Regions from separate parts of the Mus musculus genome. Here region 1 is linked to region 2. The links are chromatin contacts, called in public HiChIP or PLAC-seq maps. All regions are on one chromosome and are shown on one strand. The core of a region is the stretch at or near the end of the contact, and the rest is flanking DNA. Distances in the headings are between cores, read along the strand shown. Region 1 has its middle 33 kb from the start of Gm32334. Region 2 overlaps Gm31987 (a long non-coding RNA gene).

What was found. HiChIP or PLAC-seq counts read pairs in DNA pulled down with a chosen protein or histone mark.
Region 1: an H3K4me3 HiChIP or PLAC-seq map of the SCID.adh cell line shows a contact between it and region 2, with 15 read pairs. The contact joins two enhancer-like sites. A contact is called at or near these places in 1 of 15 datasets of contacts at CTCF or cohesin (the NIH/3T3 cell line), 3 of 484 Hi-C or Micro-C datasets (B cells, embryonic stem cells and nephron progenitors) and 3 of 115 datasets of contacts at active chromatin or transcription factors (the SCID.adh cell line, double positive thymocytes and stem cell-derived neural progenitor cells).

The regions. Positions count from the first base shown.
Region 1 is chr1:191,518,096-191,521,886 of GRCm38.p6, forward strand. No RefSeq gene overlaps it. Among named protein-coding and RNA genes, the nearest start is that of Gm32334, 33 kb to the left of the region's middle. Within about 2 kb of position 1,841, at least 38 of the 459 cell types and tissues checked have an H3K27ac peak or open chromatin away from gene starts, as enhancers often do. A contact at or near this core is called in the SCID.adh cell line, where this site is marked.
Region 2 is chr1:191,423,129-191,426,791 of GRCm38.p6, forward strand. The region is part of intron 2 of Gm31987 (a long non-coding RNA gene); the gene reads right to left. Among named protein-coding and RNA genes, the nearest start is that of Gm32128, 4.4 kb to the left of the region's middle. Within about 2 kb of position 2,108, at least 12 of the 459 cell types and tissues checked have an H3K27ac peak or open chromatin away from gene starts, as enhancers often do. A contact at or near this core is called in the SCID.adh cell line, where this site is marked.

The DNA of each region.
Region 1 (3,791 bases), core at 591-3,090, 95 kb after region 2:
TCTGCTCACTGTTCTCCGGAAGGACTGACAGGCAGGACAGGGTGTCACGCCTGCTGCTAGGGTGGAGCATTACCACTCAACCCTGTTTCCCCAAGATTTTGTGATTAAGGGAGGAGATGGGTGGGACGTGGGCTTGGTACTGGGAACGGGCTAGATGGGGGTTTACAGAGGACAGGGTGGAGCTGGGTGGCTCTGGGTAGGACTGCCTGTGGCAGGCAGAGGCAGATCTGGGGAAGGTGTCCCTGCATAACCCAGCCTGTGATCCCGAGGCATGACTAGGCCTCGGAAGGTCTAATAATCCATGGAAGATCTCAGACATCCTCAGCTCAGATCTCAGTGTAGCTGTTTGCTCTCTGTGGCTTTGGCAAAATCACCAAACCAGTTTTGCCCTCTTATAACACAAGTTTAGAAAACTAAGTGAGACATTTGAAATGTAAGTAAAGAAAAATATCTAATAAAAAAAAGAAAAAGAAAACTAAGTGAGATGACTCCCCCACCTCTTGTTTCTCTGGCTCTTGACAGTAGTAGCTGGCACCTTAGAGGAGATCTGTGCCAGGTGGGACCAAGTTGTGGTTGTTCAGGGATGGCTTTCTATACCATAAAACATCCCTAAAGTGATAGTCGATAGCTGTGGGGCCACACAGATGAGCAGAACCCAACCTGGGTTTGTCATGTATTCATCAATACTCTTCTTATTCCTTTCTCATTCTAAAAGAAATTAAAATATTCCTGCAGGCCCCTGAGCTCTACATTTCTGTACCTAACGGCAGCCTGGGCTCTGGAATCAGGCCACAGTCACTCCAAGCTCAGTTTTCCTTCATCTTCCAGTTTTGAGTCTTGTTGCAAGCTAGATGGACTGAAGTGATGATCGATCTCTCTTCCTCTCTCTCTCTCTCTCTCTCTCTCTCTCTCTCTCTCTCTCTCTCACACACACACACACACACACACACACACACACACACACACACACACCACGGAGGTCTTTGTCTCCCAGGGTGTCCACCTGCCACCTGGAGAGGAGAGTGAGTCTGCAGTGGGCGACTGTGGCTGGTTACACTGTATCTTTTCCAGCCTGTATCAGCTACATTTCTTATTTCTTTGACAAAAACATCTAACAAAGGCTGCTCACATTCTTCCCTTTGCATACAATCCACAATTCACTCTGGGAATCTATGCGTTTATTAGAATCATTTACAGAGCATGGGTGACTCCATACTAACCTCTCTGGAAGGTCTGCCCCCAGCATGGACGATGGCTCCTCACCCCCATGAATTTCCTTTCCTTAGGCTTCCCCAGCCTATGCACTTCAGCCCCTCCCTGAGACCCCAAGGCCTGTACAGTTAGGGCAGGACTGGGTACAGTTGGCTGGGGAGAGTTGCTGGATACACTAAAGAAGGTTCCAGGGTTTTCCCTTGTTCTATGAAGGAATGTTAGCAATGCTAGGATGATCTTTGAAGACTCACGAAGATGATGGGTAATTCACTTGGAGGATGGTACCGAACAAACACCACAAAAGCAACTCAAGGAAGGGTCTGATCTGGCTCACAGGTTGAGAAGACAATCCATCATGGCATTTGGAAGGCACAGCTCCAGAAGTGTGAGCATGCTGGTCACATTGTATCCATGACCAAGAAGTTGACATGGAGTTGAGGCTTAGCAAGGTTTCTCCTCTTACTCAGTCCAGGCCCCCAGCACAAAGACTGATGTGTACTTCCACTACATCTGAGGCTCCAACCTCAATTAACCAGGTCTAGAAACTCCTCACAGACAAGCCCAGATGCAAGCCCCCTAAGTGGCTCTAGATCCTGCTGAATTGACAGTTAGATTAACGGTCACAGCACATACAGTATTTCTGTGGTTGTTTTGATGTATTGCAGGATGTAGCTGTCTTCAATGGGGGAGGGGTGGTGTGAACACTTAAATGATAAAATCCCAAAAATTTGTTTGGTTTTTCAAGACAGGGTTTCTCTATAGCCCTGGCTGTCCTGGAACTCACTTTGTAGACCAGGCTGGCCTCGAACTCAGAAATCTACCTGCCTCTGCCTCCCAAGTGCTGGAATTAAAGGCATGTGCCACCACGCCTGGCTGTTTGTTACTTTTTAAATAAAGTATCTACTAGAGGTCAAGAGCTGTTACGGGAACTGGAGATTACAGCGCAATAACTAAAAAGCCGAGGTTCCTGTCCTCAGACAGCTTGCCTTCTGGAGGAGGGAGGCAGACAGGGACTGAACCAATTTCCAACTTCTTAGCATTGCCAAAATCCCCCGTAATCTTTCACCTGGCCCACTGTAGCCTCCCTTTCTGTTCTGGACCCGCCCCTTCCCATCTGTTCCTGTCCAATCACATCACCCCTCCAACACACTCCTCTCGTCTGGGGGCTTCTCTTCTGCTGTATTCAGTGTGAAGGAAGAGGCCTTGGAGACACAATAATAAAAAGAGTGGACTTGGTATTTACTGTTCGAGGTTTAGGTCTGAAGAGGTCACCAGAATTTGGTGATAATAAGGTCATTGAAGATAATGTGCTACTCTGTCAGAATACGTAACTTAAAAACAATTTGTGGAGAAGCGAAATTTATTTTGCTCATGGTGAAGCAGGCCTGATGGAGCGGAGCGGATCCCAACTCGGCAGCCAAGAAGCAGAGAGACAGATAGGTCTGGAGGAAAGATAAGCCTCTCCTCTTCCCCGACTTGTCCTTGGGGCCTCCTTCCCTTCCTCTAGCTAGGCTCCACCTCTGACAGTTTCCAGAACCTCCCAAAATAGCACCACTGTCTGGGGACCGATCCTTCAACAGTGAGTGTGTGGGACACATTTCATATTCAAGTCCTAACAGGTGCTCCCAAGATCTCAGATTGAGGCTGTGGCTAGGACTTTATCTTCCCGTGGAGCAGTCTGTGGACGTGGGCCTCTCCTCAATACCTGGAAGCTCCCTGCAGCTGACCGAACAGTACAGGGAGAGGCCCATCGGCCGGCCTCCTGGGTGTCTTAGTCCCTGGGTGTGGGTCTGAGTGATTTCCACAGTTCTTCACTACAATCGCTGACCATTCCAGGTGTCATTCACAACCAACTGCTTCTGGGACTGGGCTTTGCCCTTCGAAAACTTCCAGGAAGCTAGTGGGATGAAGCAGCCATTCTTCTTTCTGTCTCTGTTCCTACATCTAGTTTTGAGATCACATCAGTAATTGTCTCCTTCTTCAAGACCTGTTCGAAGTCCACTCCTCCCTCACTAAAATTTCTACTGTTTCAAGTATCTCATGTGATGGCATGGCACAGACTTTCGGCCCTAAGCTATGAGACACCATGGCCACCTTAGATCGGGCTTCTGTCCTTTCCAATGAGGAGGGGGAGTGTCTGAGATGCCTCAGTGGGCGCCCTGAGTGCCAAAGAATTTTCCGTTGCCCCCACAGTGACACCAGCCTGCCACCGACTGATGACTGCAGCTAATTACCTCATCTGAGTGGTGATTCCTTTCCTTAAATCCTGGCCTCTTGGCACGTTGAGCAGACTAGCCCATCGAGCAGACAGCAGCTGCAGTGTGAAGTTTCCTGGCATTAATATACTCCCCCTGATGACAGCATCTTCCTGTCAGAAACCAAGACTTTTAAAGCCCCAGAGCCTAAGGTTTGGGGACTGAGAGCCAGATTCCTCAAGCAGGTCACTGGGAAGGGTGGCGCATTGGGCCTCCTGTGGGCTTAGACCGAACCTATTAGGGAGACAATAGCTTACGATGTTTGTTGAGGAATATCTCAACTTTTGCAGGCTGTTAACTCCAAGATGGCGCCTCAGTTGCAAC
Region 2 (3,663 bases), core at 858-3,357:
CTTCTTCTTCTTCTGCTGCTGCTGCTGCTGCTGCTGCTGCTGCTGCTGCTGTCTGTTTTCTTTTACTCTAGTTTTTCTTTTTGAGCCAGGACCTCTCTAAATTGCTTAAGCTAGCCTTGAACTCACTATACTTCAGGCTGTTCTTGAATGTTTGCTTCTCCTGCCTCAGGCTCCCACGTAGCTGGGATCACAGGCCCGTACTCTCTGCTTTTCTTTGTTTGTGCTACTGGAGACTGAACATACAGCCTGGTATCATTATGGGCTAGTTCTGGAACTTGCTGGCCTTGATCTCATATTGATCTGCCTGCCTCTGCCTCTGAGTGCTGATCTAAGGCAGTTCTAGGCCAGTAAAGGCTACACAGTAATGACCTGGGAGGGAGGGAGGGAGGGAGGGAGGGAAGGAGGGAAGGAGGGAGGGAGGGAGGGAGACAGAGACAGAGTCTGCCCTTGCTAAGCATGTGCTCTAGCATTGAGCTATACCCCAGCCATCTCGTAACTTCTTTTAAACAAGGGTCGTCTCTCCATTTTCTTCCATGCCACTGGCTAAATCAATGCATAGCAAGCCAGGGTGAACACCCTGCCAAACATCCCAGCTTCGGGACTGCCTGATTAATCCCTTGTGGCATCACGTCACCTACTCCTTCCAACCATATCCCTTGCCTCCCTCCCTCCCATGTTCACTGTAGTCTCCCGAGTCATGACTGGGTAGCTCAGGTGCACAGACACCTATCAGAAGGCCCCTGCTTGGCAGTCTCTGCATTTGATCTCACTTCATCTATGTATGAATTGCTAGTTCTCAATGAGAGAACAAACTCTCAGACAAAGTCTGTCACATGTCCGAATGTGTATGGCATGCACAGGAAAAGCCTTCCATAACTCAAGCCAGTTCACACCCGCTGAAAAACATCTGCTGCACTGTGTTCTAGGGAGAGAAATGAAAACAGGAGCTGGTATCCACCATTGCACAGGGCAGTAGTTCTCAAGCCTGCACAATGGTACATCGGGCGGGACCACTGGAGGGCTTGTTGAAAACACATCAGGGTATGGGTAGAGAGGTGGCTCAGTGGTTACGAGTACACGCTGCTCTTGCAGGGGACCCAGGTTCAGTTACCAGCTTACCAGTTACCAAATGGCGGTTTACAACCATCTGTAATTCCAGTTCCAGGGGATCTGACACCCTCTTCTGACTTCCATGGGATTCTGCATGCATAGGGTATGCAGACATATACTCAGGTGTATGCGTGTGTGTATATGTGTATACACGCATGTATATATTGTATATATTAAAATAAATATTAAAAATGATTAGGGATGCTGAAATGGCTCAGTGGGTAAAACTGCTTGCCACACAAGCTGGACAATCTGAGTTTGACCCCCAGAGAACCTATGTAAAAGTAGAAAGAGAGAACTGACTCCGTACAGTTGTCCTCTGGTCAGTACAGGCACGTCATGCCATATACACACCCTTCCGCACCCCTCCCCCACTCAAAATGTTAACACATAAAATTAAACAAGAGAACAAACAAGCATACCCAAAGCTGGTGTGGTGGCCTATTGCCCTATATTCCTATCACTGCCGAGTCAGGCAGGAGGTTCGCAGCAAGTCTAAGACTAGCCTGATCTATGCATTGAGTTCCTGGACAGCCGGCAGCAAGTCTCAAAATAACAAAAACAGATTGGAGGGATGGGGGACACAGCTCAGTAGAAGAATGTTTAACAAGCCCCAGGTTCGATCTCAGGATCACAAATTTTTAAAATTAATTAATTAATAAGACTGCTACAGAGCCAGTCTCCAGAGTTAGGTCTAGGATGGATCCCAAGAGCATTTGCATGTCTAGGTTCCCTGATGTCGCTGCTGGCCCAGGGCTCACTGTTAGAGTTACAGTCTCCCACAGCCCGAGGCTGCTGCTCTGGAGAGGTTTCTGAGCTTTGGGAAAAGCCTGGTCACCCAATGATTTTGGTGACTTTGAGGACATGTTCTCCTGGCTGTTAGGGAGCTGAGAGTTGCCTTCCTTGATTGGAGGAAGTAGCCAGCCTACTAGGGTCTTCAGATCACAGGAAGTTTGCTAGGAGTGACGAGCAGCAGGGCCTTCTCATAGATGGCTCCTGAGAGCATCAGCAATGTCTGTGGGTACAAAGAGTATGCCTGGTGCTTTGCCGTGTGGCTAATGCTGTTCCTACCACTGTAGGATCATCACAGGGCAAGACATAACTGAGGTCACCACTGCCTGTGCTTTATGGCTGCCCCCTAGATATGGAAAGGAAAGATAATGTCGACAGGGTGTGAACAACCCGAGAGAACTTGAGTCTCTTCTGTGTGTCTCCTGGAAGCAAGCGATTGAATTCCCACCCCCCACCTCACCCCCCCACACACACATGGGGTCTATGTCTCTCTATATAGTCATCACCGGCTGGAGATCACAATGCAAACCAGGCTAGTCTCTAACTCCCAGAGATCCAGATCCACCTGTCCCTGCCTCCTGTGTAGAACTAAAGGTGTGTGCCAAAACACCCAGAGAGATTTGACTTTTAAAATCTTATTATTTTTTTTTCGATATTCTCAAGCCTTTTACTGTCCCAGACTTTTTTTTTTTTTTTTTTTTTTTTTTTGGTAGATAACTGCTGGCTATTCTCCGGTGTTTTCTTCACAATTGTCCCTGCTGGCTTATGCTCTCTGCCCCTTATTTCATTCCAGGGCTCACATTCCTTTTTCTTCTCTCCTCTGTCATATTTGAGCACTTCCTGTGTTCTAAACTCAACTTTGTCTCTTCTCGATCACATACTTTCCTTGAGTGACACTGTCTGTTCTTAAAGCTTTGACTTTCACCACGTGTTCATGGCTGCACACCAGTGCCCCAGCCCAGATCTCCTTCTCCATGGTGCCTCCTTCCCGCAGGAGACCTCAGCTACCCACCCATCTTATGTCATCTACACTGATGTCATCTTACACTCAGCCCCGCCCTGGCCTTGTGCTTTCTCACCACCTCTTGACGTCAGGAAATTCTCCTCAACTCTTCCCATCTGAACGAGTTCGTCACACCCCATCTTTTCATGCTCTGTATGTCTTTATCATCCAGGCTCTCTTTGCTCCCCCACCTGCCTTTCTTTGACCCAGCTCCAATCCTCACCACCTCCTCAATCATTTCAAGGAGAGCTGCCATGAGCTGCTTGCTGTGCCAGCAACAGGGTTCAAGCCTTTATGTATTTCATCTGATATAACCGAAAGCTAAAGATGAGGTTGCCCTCACATTTTACAGATGAGGGCATTAGGAAACTAAGTTCACCCAGAGCCCTGCTTGCTGGTAGTAACACCTAAGAACCTGGATTCTGCTTTTCCCCTTTCGTTCTAGTTTATGTGCCTGGGTGTGTTTTTCCTTGCATGTATGTCTGTGCCCTGCATGATCCAAAGGCTAGAACAGGGTGTCGGATACCCTGGGGCTGCCGACTGGAGTAACAGACGGCCGTGTGCTGCTAGGAAAACCAAACTCACATTCTCTGAAGAGCCGCCGGTGCTCCCACCCAAGCCTGTATTCTTAACCACTCGAATACTGATGGGTCCCACACTTGGTCGAGAGCTTTTTAGACCACATTATCCCAAACTAGCTAGATCAACGAACTCTTAACAACCTGAGGTTAGGTTCCCCTCAAACGATTGCCCTGGGC